3 separate regions of the Zea mays genome follow, and regions 1 and 2 are each linked to region 3. Evidence: chromatin contacts called from public Hi-C data. All regions are on one chromosome and are shown on one strand. The core of a region is the stretch at or near the end of the contact, and the rest is flanking DNA. Distances in the headings are between cores, read along the strand shown. Region 1 holds the start of LOC100280679 (nicalin). Region 2 holds the start of LOC103654441. Region 3 holds the start of LOC100273325 (Protein S-acyltransferase 8).

Evidence for each region. A called contact is a pair of places that touch in the nucleus more often than the background predicts.
Region 1: a Hi-C map of leaf shows a contact between it and region 3, with 6 times the contacts expected there. The contact joins the promoter of LOC100280679 here to the promoter of LOC100273325 in region 3. A contact is called at or near these places in 9 of 25 Hi-C or Micro-C datasets (bundle sheath, ear, leaf and 1 more).
Region 2: a contact with region 3 is called in a Hi-C map of tassel, with 2.6 times the contacts expected there. The contact joins the promoter of LOC103654441 here to the promoter of LOC100273325 in region 3. A contact is called at or near these places in 5 of 25 Hi-C or Micro-C datasets (ear, endosperm, leaf and 1 more).

The regions. Positions count from the first base shown.
Region 1 is chr4:201,747,384-201,750,852 of Zm-B73-REFERENCE-NAM-5.0, reverse strand. It overlaps LOC100280679 (nicalin), which reads left to right and starts at 1,919. Exons shown (of 14, transcript NM_001153598.2): 1 at 1,919-2,335; 2 at 2,862-3,007; 3 at 3,353-3,456. The coding sequence starts at 2,068.
Region 2 is chr4:201,661,143-201,664,413 of Zm-B73-REFERENCE-NAM-5.0, reverse strand. It overlaps LOC103654441, which reads right to left and starts at 1,369. Exons shown (of 8, transcript XM_008681273.3): 1 at 986-1,369; 2 at 1-118.
Region 3 is chr4:201,891,089-201,894,518 of Zm-B73-REFERENCE-NAM-5.0, reverse strand. LOC100273325 (Protein S-acyltransferase 8) reads left to right here and starts at 1,372. Exons shown (of 4, transcript NM_001358676.1): 1 at 1,372-1,686. The coding sequence starts at 1,636.

The DNA of each region.
Region 1 (3,469 bases), core at 670-3,169, 140 kb after region 3:
GAGGTCTGCGCACTCAGGCCTAGTTCGCAGGTCAAGGGACGCGTGAGCCATTAATGCGTCGTAGTCTGGGGCTCGTAGGTTATGAGCGCTATACGGACCGAGGGGTCTGTAGGTCATGAGTGGGAAGCGGACCAGCGCCCACGCTGCGGTTTGATGGCAGGCGTGGTTAATACGACCAGTCATTTATGGTGGGTCATTCTGGTGCCGAGCACGGGGATCCACTAGAGTGGTTCCCTTCCGACACTCTCGGCCTCTCTTGTTAGGCTCGGTGCCACGGGGTTCGATCGAGGGCAGGTCCTTCTAGGGTTGACGCACCTGCCTCTCCGACTGACTAACGACCCCAACGATTAGTGGCGCCTTTCCTCAACGCACTCTTTGACTAGCGGGTCTAGGGACTGGGGGTCATTCTCCCAACACTTTTCTTAATCACTCAGCGCTACATGTGGGCGACCTGGTTGAGGGTGCACATGGTATCAAAGTTGTGTAGCATGGACTGCTCTATATCAAGGGCGTCTTGTGGAGTGTCGGGGCCCTATGTAAGCCCCTTGACTTATAGGGCCTTAGATCCTAGTCGCTCTGATGCTTGGCCTCGTAATTGCTAGGCTGACACTGAAATGAGTTTTCTTTGTATTCGTCTTGTTCTAGAGTGCATTTTGCCAGCATGTGTGTGTGGGTGGGGCACTATGACTTTCTTTGGACAATGACAATCACCTAAGATGATTTTATGTCTACTTCGAGTTGATTTATTTCCAAATCAACTTTGGATCTATTATGGGTTTAGGCAATATGGAGAACATGACTTAGACTCATCTTTTAATGGGATAAGACCACACCCTCTGTACCCATTAATGCCTTATTCGGTTAAGGGTGGATTGAGTGAGATTGAAGGAGATTAAATCCTCCCCTATTTAAATTTGAATAGGAGAAGATTTAATTCACTCTAATCCCCTCAATCCACCTCTAACGGAACTGGCCCTAAAGGATTCAACAACTCATTGTGGCCCTAAGGATTCAACAACTCATTGTATTTTTGTACATCTATTACGTAATTTTATCTTCCTTTTCCAATCCCTTGATGTTCGTCCCATCTTTTTGTGAGATCCGACAACGCTCTAAATTGTTTTGTTGATCTAAGGATAACCTCAGACGTGCATTCACATCCGCAAATAGATCTTCCTGAAAGGTGTTTTTGAGATTTTACGGCGATGGGCAGGTTCTAAATTAGTCTAAGGTCCCGTTTGTTTCATTTCATTTTGAGGACTTAGAACCTTACTAACAGAATAGGCTATTTTTGTAGAATGTGACATTCCACCACTTAACAAGGTTATCATATAAGCCTATCTCAAATTCATGGGTGAGAGATAAAAATTGATTCTATAGATTTATATGTTATTTTCCCGATGTCACATTCTTGTACTTGCTTCGCTATAACATAAATGTAATATATAAATATCTCTCTCATATGATTTAGGATAATATACAAATATATTACATATATAAATATATAAATTTAATTAGTTTTATCTAAATTATAATTATTAAAATAAAATTGAATTCCAACCAAACAAACGAGACCTAATTGATCTTTAAATCAGTTTTCTTATCTTGTAGTTGCTTCCTATAATAAACCGTGTACGGTCTTAGTTATGCTAGCACTTAGCTGATTTATGATCTAGGGTCATTTCGACCTCAACACCAACAATATTTTAAAGCAAACTATGAGAGCCAAGACAATATATATTTGAAAATTTTAACTATAAGACTAAAAGTTTACGTATTCGATTATTTAAAGACTAAAATAAAATAAAAAACTAAAAACTAGTCCCTAAAAATCAAAATATTTTGAGAGTATGCAATGCAAAGCCAACAGTTTTGGTAATTGGTAGAGTAAATGGGTTTGGGGAGTTTAATTAAAATCAATCGTATCGGGCAGGGGCTGCAACCCAGGCTGTGCGGGCGCGGCAGGGCAGCGGCGGCGACATCTGCATCTGCATCTCCCACCTCGTCTCCCTCCCGCATCTGCCCTGCCTCGATCCCGCCGCCAGCCATCTAAGGGAGCCGGGAGCCATGTCTCCCTCCGGCGAGCTGCTGGCGTCCATCTCCTCCGCTCTCGCCGTGGCCTTCGTCTTCCTCGCCTGCGTCGAGCTCGGCGACGCCGCCGCCGCCGTCAGCGTCTACCGCCTCATCCAGTACGACCTCGCCGGCGCCCCGCTCGGCTCCCGCGCCGCGGTCCTCAATCACCACGCCGCGGTGCTCCCGCTCCCTGCCGGCGCAGACCTCTCCCGCTCCGCCCTCGTCGCGCCGCTCCTCGACCTTCCGCTCTCCTTCCTCAGAGGTCAGTTCACTCTAGTCTTCCCTCTTACCGCTACACCTTCTTAATTACTAGTATTATGGACTAGTAGCTTCCTACAATAGTAAGTACAGTAGATCTCTTCCAGTCTTCCTGCCTCCCCTCCACACACACTTTTCCTAGCTGCTATTATGTCATCTCTGTCGGATGGATTGCGGCTACCACCTCCTCTTTGGATTCGCAATTGTCTACACTAGCTTTTGTTCACTACTAGTTTTAACTATATACATGTCGCTTCATGCTGCTACTTTTCAGGCTGGATCACGCCCAGCGGCGTAGGCAGTTAGGCACTTACGCTCTGTGCTTTAGCTCTTCACTTTTGCTTCCTTTGGTTGCGATCTGCCTTATTAGTTGCTACTCACTGTTTCCAAATCTGATGTGCCCATTTCACCTTATAAGATAATGATCATCAAAGATGAACTGTGAATGATATTTCTACTGCTGCCAAATCTTAAAGCACTGGTACGACCACCTGGCTCTGTTGCTGAAAACTCTTATGATGCCTTCTCAGAGTACCTGGTGGAGAAAAAACAGCTGGGGGGATTGCTCATTTTGCTCCCGACAAACCAGGGTGATAAGGATAGTGCGGATGACAAGGGTCAAGTCAAAGGTGTACTGACTGAGCTGGAGAAGTTGCTTGTGCACGAACAAGTTCCAGTAAGCCATAGTTTTCTCTTTAATCTAAGCAAATAGCTCAGTTTAACTCATCTATCACACTAGTCATTCTGGACATCCTTCACCTTTTTTTGTAATGGCTCAGCAAATATGTTACATAGCTTCGCCGGTATAAACATATATCACAAGAAATAAATCGATTCCACAAAGCTAAGATGCATCCAAATTCACTAATCTGTAGAAAAATATCTTCATCAATTAATTCTCTAAGAATTTTTTGCATTCAAGATCCTGAGATAATCTACTCCTATTCCCTAATTGCTTGATTAATCCAGTTTTCTGTGTCATACAACGTCTTGGCTAAACTGTGTCCATTGCTTCATGCAGTATCCAGTGTACTTTGCTTTGGATGACGACAATTTTGGTAACCTGCTGGCAGATATCCATAAAATTGCCTCTTCAGGCCAACCAGCCTCTGCAACAACAGGAGGGTAATACTCATGA
Region 2 (3,271 bases), core at 120-2,619, 230 kb after region 3:
GGTTCTTCCTCTCTGATGATCTCCCAAACAGGCGGCGAGGCCTCCTATTTACAACAGCACCAGCAACAGTTCTAGAAGACATTCCAAGTTCAGGTGGCATTTCGCATGAATCCTTATCCTGCAAGTAGGACAGAAGAAAAAATGCACATGAGCAAGTGCATGCTGAAGCGTGGCAGCTTTTGGGCACTCCAGTGACAAGGAAATCAGTCGATCCTGCATGTTGGCCTGCAGTTACTGCTACACGGAACGGGTCGGTGTCGGATGGGTTGATTTCCACTCCCACTCCCAGAGAAATGTTTGAAGTGCAAGTTGCAGCACAAGAATGGTACTAGTAATTTTGAATTTGAAGTAGGTAGAGTTGAACGTGAACCTATGGAGCAGCAGTAGTTAATTTTGGGAAAGCAAAGGAAGGGGGGTTGAAGCCGAGTTGACGAGACAGATTAGAGCCTGATCGGAACTGGTGACTGCAAGTGGACTTGGAACCGACTAGGAGGGCAGCATTGGAAGTTGGAGATCGCATCGCCAATTCGCAACCGTAGGGCCTGTTTGGTTGGCGATGTGGCCTGGGAGTGGGGGAAGAGTGCTCGGGCAGGCAGGTCGATCCGGCGAGCAGGCGCTCAAAACCAACGGCCTGGGGAGCTGCCTGGCCCAGGCAGCTTCGCGGATGGATTGGGGCTGCTCGGCTCATGTGGTGTGCCATGGGGGTATTGCTGGATTTCTGCGATGAAATCGAAATCCAGAAACGAACGGATGGAGTATGGATCACAGAAATCACAAGTCCCCCCGATAAATCCAATCCTCATGTGACCCTAATGATTAATTGAAAAATGAGCAGCAGCAATCGATCTCCACCACCACCACCTACACGACGAAACGATTAGGTTTGGGAAGTTTGGGAAGCGGAGTCAGAAGGAGGGCAGGGCGGCGGCGGTGGGAATTTCGAAAGCAAAATCCTATCTCTCTTAGGAGCAACAAGCGCACGCACCCTGATGGCGAGGCGAAGGATCTGCTCCCCCGGTGCGTGATCGATCTCGATCTCCCCTTCTTCTTCTTCTTCTCTTGTTTCTGTGTTGCCTCTCCTCTCTTTCTCTCTCCTTTCTGTGTTCTACTAGATCAATCAATCAAAAGGAAACCAAAAGGAGGAGGAAGAAGACGAAGAGAAAGAGGGAGAGACCTTCCCTCCCGTGGGTGGGCTGTGCCTGTGCCTGTGGTAGGTAGGGAGAGAAAAACAAATTGTGTTTTGAATTATGAAAAAAAATGGATCGTGTATGAGGGGAGGGGAGAGAGAAGAGTGTGCTGCTGATTTGATTACCCCACTCACTGATTTGCTTCGTTTGTTTTTTAACCGGTCCGGTTACTATTATGGCCAACACAACTGTAGCTCCCTCGCCCGAGGGAATATACTTATATACCGCATCCAGTGAAGAATATACCTCATCGAAGGTTGATATTATTAATAACATTATGACATACAAGTATTAAATCTATATATATATGTATATATATACTATATTAAAGCATCCGTTTCGACGATCGTCCCGCATCAATATTTAAAAAAACCTACATTTCTTTATAACCAACATGCACTTTTATAATCTCTTCTCTACTACAATAATAAATGAGTTTACGTAAAAAAATAAGTGAAATTATATATAAGTGAGTGTTCTGAACCTTGGTTGTTGGCTCCATATTCACATCCAACTAATCAATAGAAAACATATATTTTGTGTTTTATTAAAACAAAATTTATCTTATGTCATATATACATATAAACTGTAGCAATGCACGGCATATGACTAGTACTATATTAAATTATCTCAACGGTCGTCTCACATCATCTTTTTATAAATAACTCATCACATCTATTTCAAATTAACTCGTTGCACGCCCGTCTGCTCCGCGCAACCAACCTTCGTAGCAATACATGGACATATGACTAGTATACTATATTAAATTAGCAGTTTCAACAACTCACATCATTTTTTACAAATAACCCTTCACATCTATTTCAAATTAACTCGTTGCACGCTCATCTGCTCCGCGCAACCAACCTCCAAGCGGTGCAAGTGGTGGGGTTCGAACCCACGCCCTAATGGAAGAAGGGCAAGAGACACTGGTGAAACCGTCTAACCAGTAGAACATCATGATCAAGTATTTTTAATATTGAATATAAATTATACATATTTATATATGTTTTTTGTAAAATAAAAAATATAATCATGTCGGGCCGAGGCTACAGCCTAAGCACGGCACAACGCTCGTGTCGGGCTTGCCCAGGCACTATTAAATGGGTTGTGCCTCTGGCCGGGCCGTCATACACGGGTGATTTGGTCATCTATACCTCCGCATGATAATGATTATTCTCGTCTCAGTTACCGCCACCTCGTTCGTCATCCTGCTTCTTTTCTCTCTCCCCATATGCTTCCGCCTCCGGGCCACCCTATTCTCGGCAGAGGGCGTGGGAGTAGGGGTCTCCTCCCTGTATTCGTCCAATACCAACCCCGACACCGACCCGCGCAGTGACTATTGCACGTCGACGAGGACGTTTCACAGTATGCACATATCATCGTTTTCATCGTCGTCGGACGTCCCGTTCGTCTTCTCGGCCTTCGCCCTATTCTTCATCCCCAATCTACTGCCCTCGCCCATGGTCGCAGCCACGAGCCGACCGATGCTCTTCGACGCGGGTATGGGGCAAGTCAGTCTTGCTCCTGGCCTTTCTTCGTGTGTGCCGCCGAGGACACGGTGGCGCCTGCCACACTTAGGTTATCTTGGCGATGAGGAGTCCAGGTATGAAATATTGGACAACCAAGGCCCATAGTGCACCAGTAGTCGGCATATGCTACGGAGTTGGTGGTGGTGTTGTGTCTATTTAGTGGGTCCAGGGCTGGGAAGGCACTCACATTCTCTCGCCCTTCTCGGACCAACGCCTGATGCGGGTGTCTCTCGGTTTGGAGCTTCTCTAGCTGGGCTTCTTTCTCCGCTTGCATGCTCTCTCCCTATATGTATCTAGCGGTATATTACCTATGTCGCCTCTAGATATCCAGGTCTTCGTCGTGTCCTTCTCCGGCAACGAACAGGTATGCATGTCTCTTCCCTTTCCTTCCTGCTCTACGAAACCATGGAAGTGGGGAGACGAGGGATGGGGGTCACTGATTTGCTGCCTATGGTACCCGTTCAATGGCTCGGCATCGCTTGTCTACATGACATTTTCCTTACCACAGTGTCGACTCGGTATGTTTCTATCGCTTCTATGTACCTGCCACCTGTC
Region 3 (3,430 bases), core at 123-2,622:
CATATTGGTTGCGGTATAGTGTATTGCTGCAGCATGAGGACGTGACAAAGGAGAACACCCGTATCCTGGAGATTTTTGCTAGATATGGATGAAATATAATAATAGACTTTGTCCTTCGTAATATACTTTATTCCTAAGAGATCAGCCAAATAAATGAAACAATTTAATAATATGTTGTATGTAGCTCACTAGAGGCGGGAATCAGTTTCCTTTATCTAAAAAACTTAAATTACAAATAATTCCAATTACATAATTAAACGAATACAATTATATAAATTATAAAAAAATTAAAAATTACATATTTCATAAAATATAACTATACATTACTAGTCCTCTTTCTTGATGCCATAGTGCCATCATCTACTTGAACAAGAGCTTTCAACATCACTTATTCTTCCTCAACTATATCCTATAGCCCCATCAGTCCATCTCTCTACGATGCAAATACTATCTTTCTCTTTCAGTGATCAAAACAAGTACCGCTCAACCAAATATTTTTCTCCTTTTATTATCCACAAGTGTAAGCAAAGTGGAGTTTCAGCTTCGAGATAGTTGTTGTGTCAGAACCTTTTCTTCTTCTCTATGCTCACTGCTCACGCTTGTACCTCAGTCATTTCTTTCTTCCAATCAAATTATCAATGTTTGGCTAAATAATCGTATGTGTTTCCGTTTGTTCTTTTATTTTCCACACTACCATTGTATGGCCAAAAAAGCTACTACATTCATGTCGTTAACTGATCATGTGTGTCCCCTGTCTACTAAGCATCCTAGTATATTATCATGCTGAGATCTTCTTTCTTGCTTTCTCTCATCTAGGTCCCATGGATAGAGATTGTTGTGTTGAACAAACTCTTGAATATGATGTGGCGCATCGATTAAGGTGTCGTTCGGTTGTATGAGATTGGTGGGTCTGAACGATTTTTAACCGGATTGCTTCTCTAATTTATATAAACTTTGATTAGCTGAAACGATTCCGGCTGCAATCCGACGCAAACGAACAAGGCCTAATGATACCATAAACTTAGCAGTCTATTAATCGTGTTCCAGGGATTGTCGCCTTAGCGGGGGAAAAACAAATCTTTCTTAACCAATACTAGCTGAGCGCGGGTGGACCTGAATTGATACAGAAACACACATTGAATTCCCCTGCAATGCAACGCTTGGTCCGCTGACAGTAGGTAGCTCACAAAGGCTGACAGATTTCAACCACAATAACTCAATCGTAATCATATGCGATGCAATGATCCTCGACAAAAAAAATGATGCCATGTCCCGTTTGCAAATTCATAGCACATTACTTGAAGGCCCCACTGGGATTAGATAACGCAAAGTTGTTCAGGAAGAGAATGCAGTGGACTCTCCTCAGTAGGCCCATGGTTGTCCTCCTTGCCCTGCTCGTCACCCAGTTGCCCTGCAGCCTGACTCAAGAAACAAAAGGAAAGGAGAGGAGAGGGAATCGAATACGATACCTTCTCTTCTCCCTCCATTCCTTTCCTTTGCCCCAACCATGCCATATTGGAGAGGCGTCGAGATCTTATCCCTCGATCCAATTCCAAACAGAAACCGCCGGAGCTGGAACAAGAGCCGCTCGCAGCTTGCTGGACTCTCCCGCTCCTGGCCCCGGAGCCGCCGGCCATGGCCAAGCACAAGCAGCGCAGGGTGTACCAAGTCTGGAAAGGCAAAAACGTGAGTTTGATTTTGCCGTCCCTCGTACCGACAAGAAAAGGTCGCGCCTTTCTTCGTTTTGGGGATTGCCTACCGTGCTAATTTCATCTTGCTTTGTTGCTTGCATCCGGCGGCCTAGCTAGCTAGCATGGTCATGTGATGGCCTAGCATGGACGGGACTCATAATAGTTGTAAATATAGTCTGATTTCTCATGCCTCAACAAGCTAACATACTCCTATTCAGCAACTTGGTTGGTGTGAGATTTTTCAGTACCTTCCATTCTGCCGCTGCTCATCTGTGTACGTTTCTGTTTCTCTTTGTTCAGATAATACTATGTGGTGGAAGGTTGATCTTTGGACCAGATGCCAAGGCCACCCTGATTTCCTTCGCCCTAATCGCCATCCCTGTCCTTGTCTTCTGCGTCTTTGTGGCCAGACATCTCATACACATCTTCCCTGCATATAACGCAGGATACGCAATTCTTGCTGCCACCATAGGCCTTACCATTTATGTGAGTACCCGTTCTTTGCCTACTTACTTCTCATTTACAACAGGGTGTTATCACCCCCAGTACATTCAAATTCAATTGGAGAAGTTTTTCTAATATGACATCAAATAGCATATCGGAATAGTGAAATCTGATGGTGCTTTCTAAGGAAAACCGGTCTTTTTCTCTCTCTCAAACCATTATATTAAGAAAAAAGAAATGAATGTCTAAAGCAGACTTTCTTAAGGAGGTCGAAAACTCAAAAACGATAAGACTATCTGCACTCATACTACTTTAAATTTATACTCTAAAAAAATATTATGTCCTCATCAACAAGATTATCTACTCTATACCACAATCCTCTACGGTCATATTTACTCTATATCTTAACCTTATACCAACTACCACATATTATATTATTTCTTTTCACTTCACTCCCTTCACTGCATAAATCCTCCTCCCTTTTCAGTTTTCACCACCTCCGTCTGTTTACAGTAGGAGAGTGTGTACGCTATAAGGGCTAGTTTGGGAGCCACAAAACCGGAGGAGGTTAGAGGAGCTAAAATCTCATCTTTATTCAATTTTGAATAAGAAGGAAATTTTAGCCCCTCTAATCTCCTCCGATTTTTAGATGTAGTTGCGCGTGCCCTCTCACCTCTCTACGATTAATTACAGTCGTTGGTGAGGTGCCCTACTGTGGCATTTTGTTTACTGCATGTTGGTAGGGTCCGCTTTACAACCCCCCTAGAATTTTGTTGTAACCCCCTAGAATTGAGCCTCAGGGATAGTGGCCGCCAGGAGGCCCTTGGCCCCAGTCTTTTTCCCAGAGAAAAAAAATTACACTCATTTTGTTGTAACAAAATTCAGTTAATCCCACAGAGGAAGGTGAACATGCTTTACAATTTTTCTGTAGTTTCTACGAGGATGGGGTATTTGACATCATTATAGCCATGAAAGGAACCATAAGTGGTATTTATTTTTCTTTTGGTCAATACCAACTAACAGCGCTATATTGCAACCTTAAGTCCCTCTCATCATTAAACATCTCACCACTCGACATACTTGGTTCTTGTACATCTTATTATTATTATTTGAATAGTAAAACTATGATCAATCCTAAATTGCTTTATGATCATATCTTCTCCTGCATGCTATGTTCTATAAGCACCTGTTCTCCAGAATTTATGTCCTCTTTGAGCAATGTAGACTTTGTTATGCCACTATTTATTTCCTACTCTCTCTTTTTAATGTGTGTAGCACCAAAATCATAGTACCCT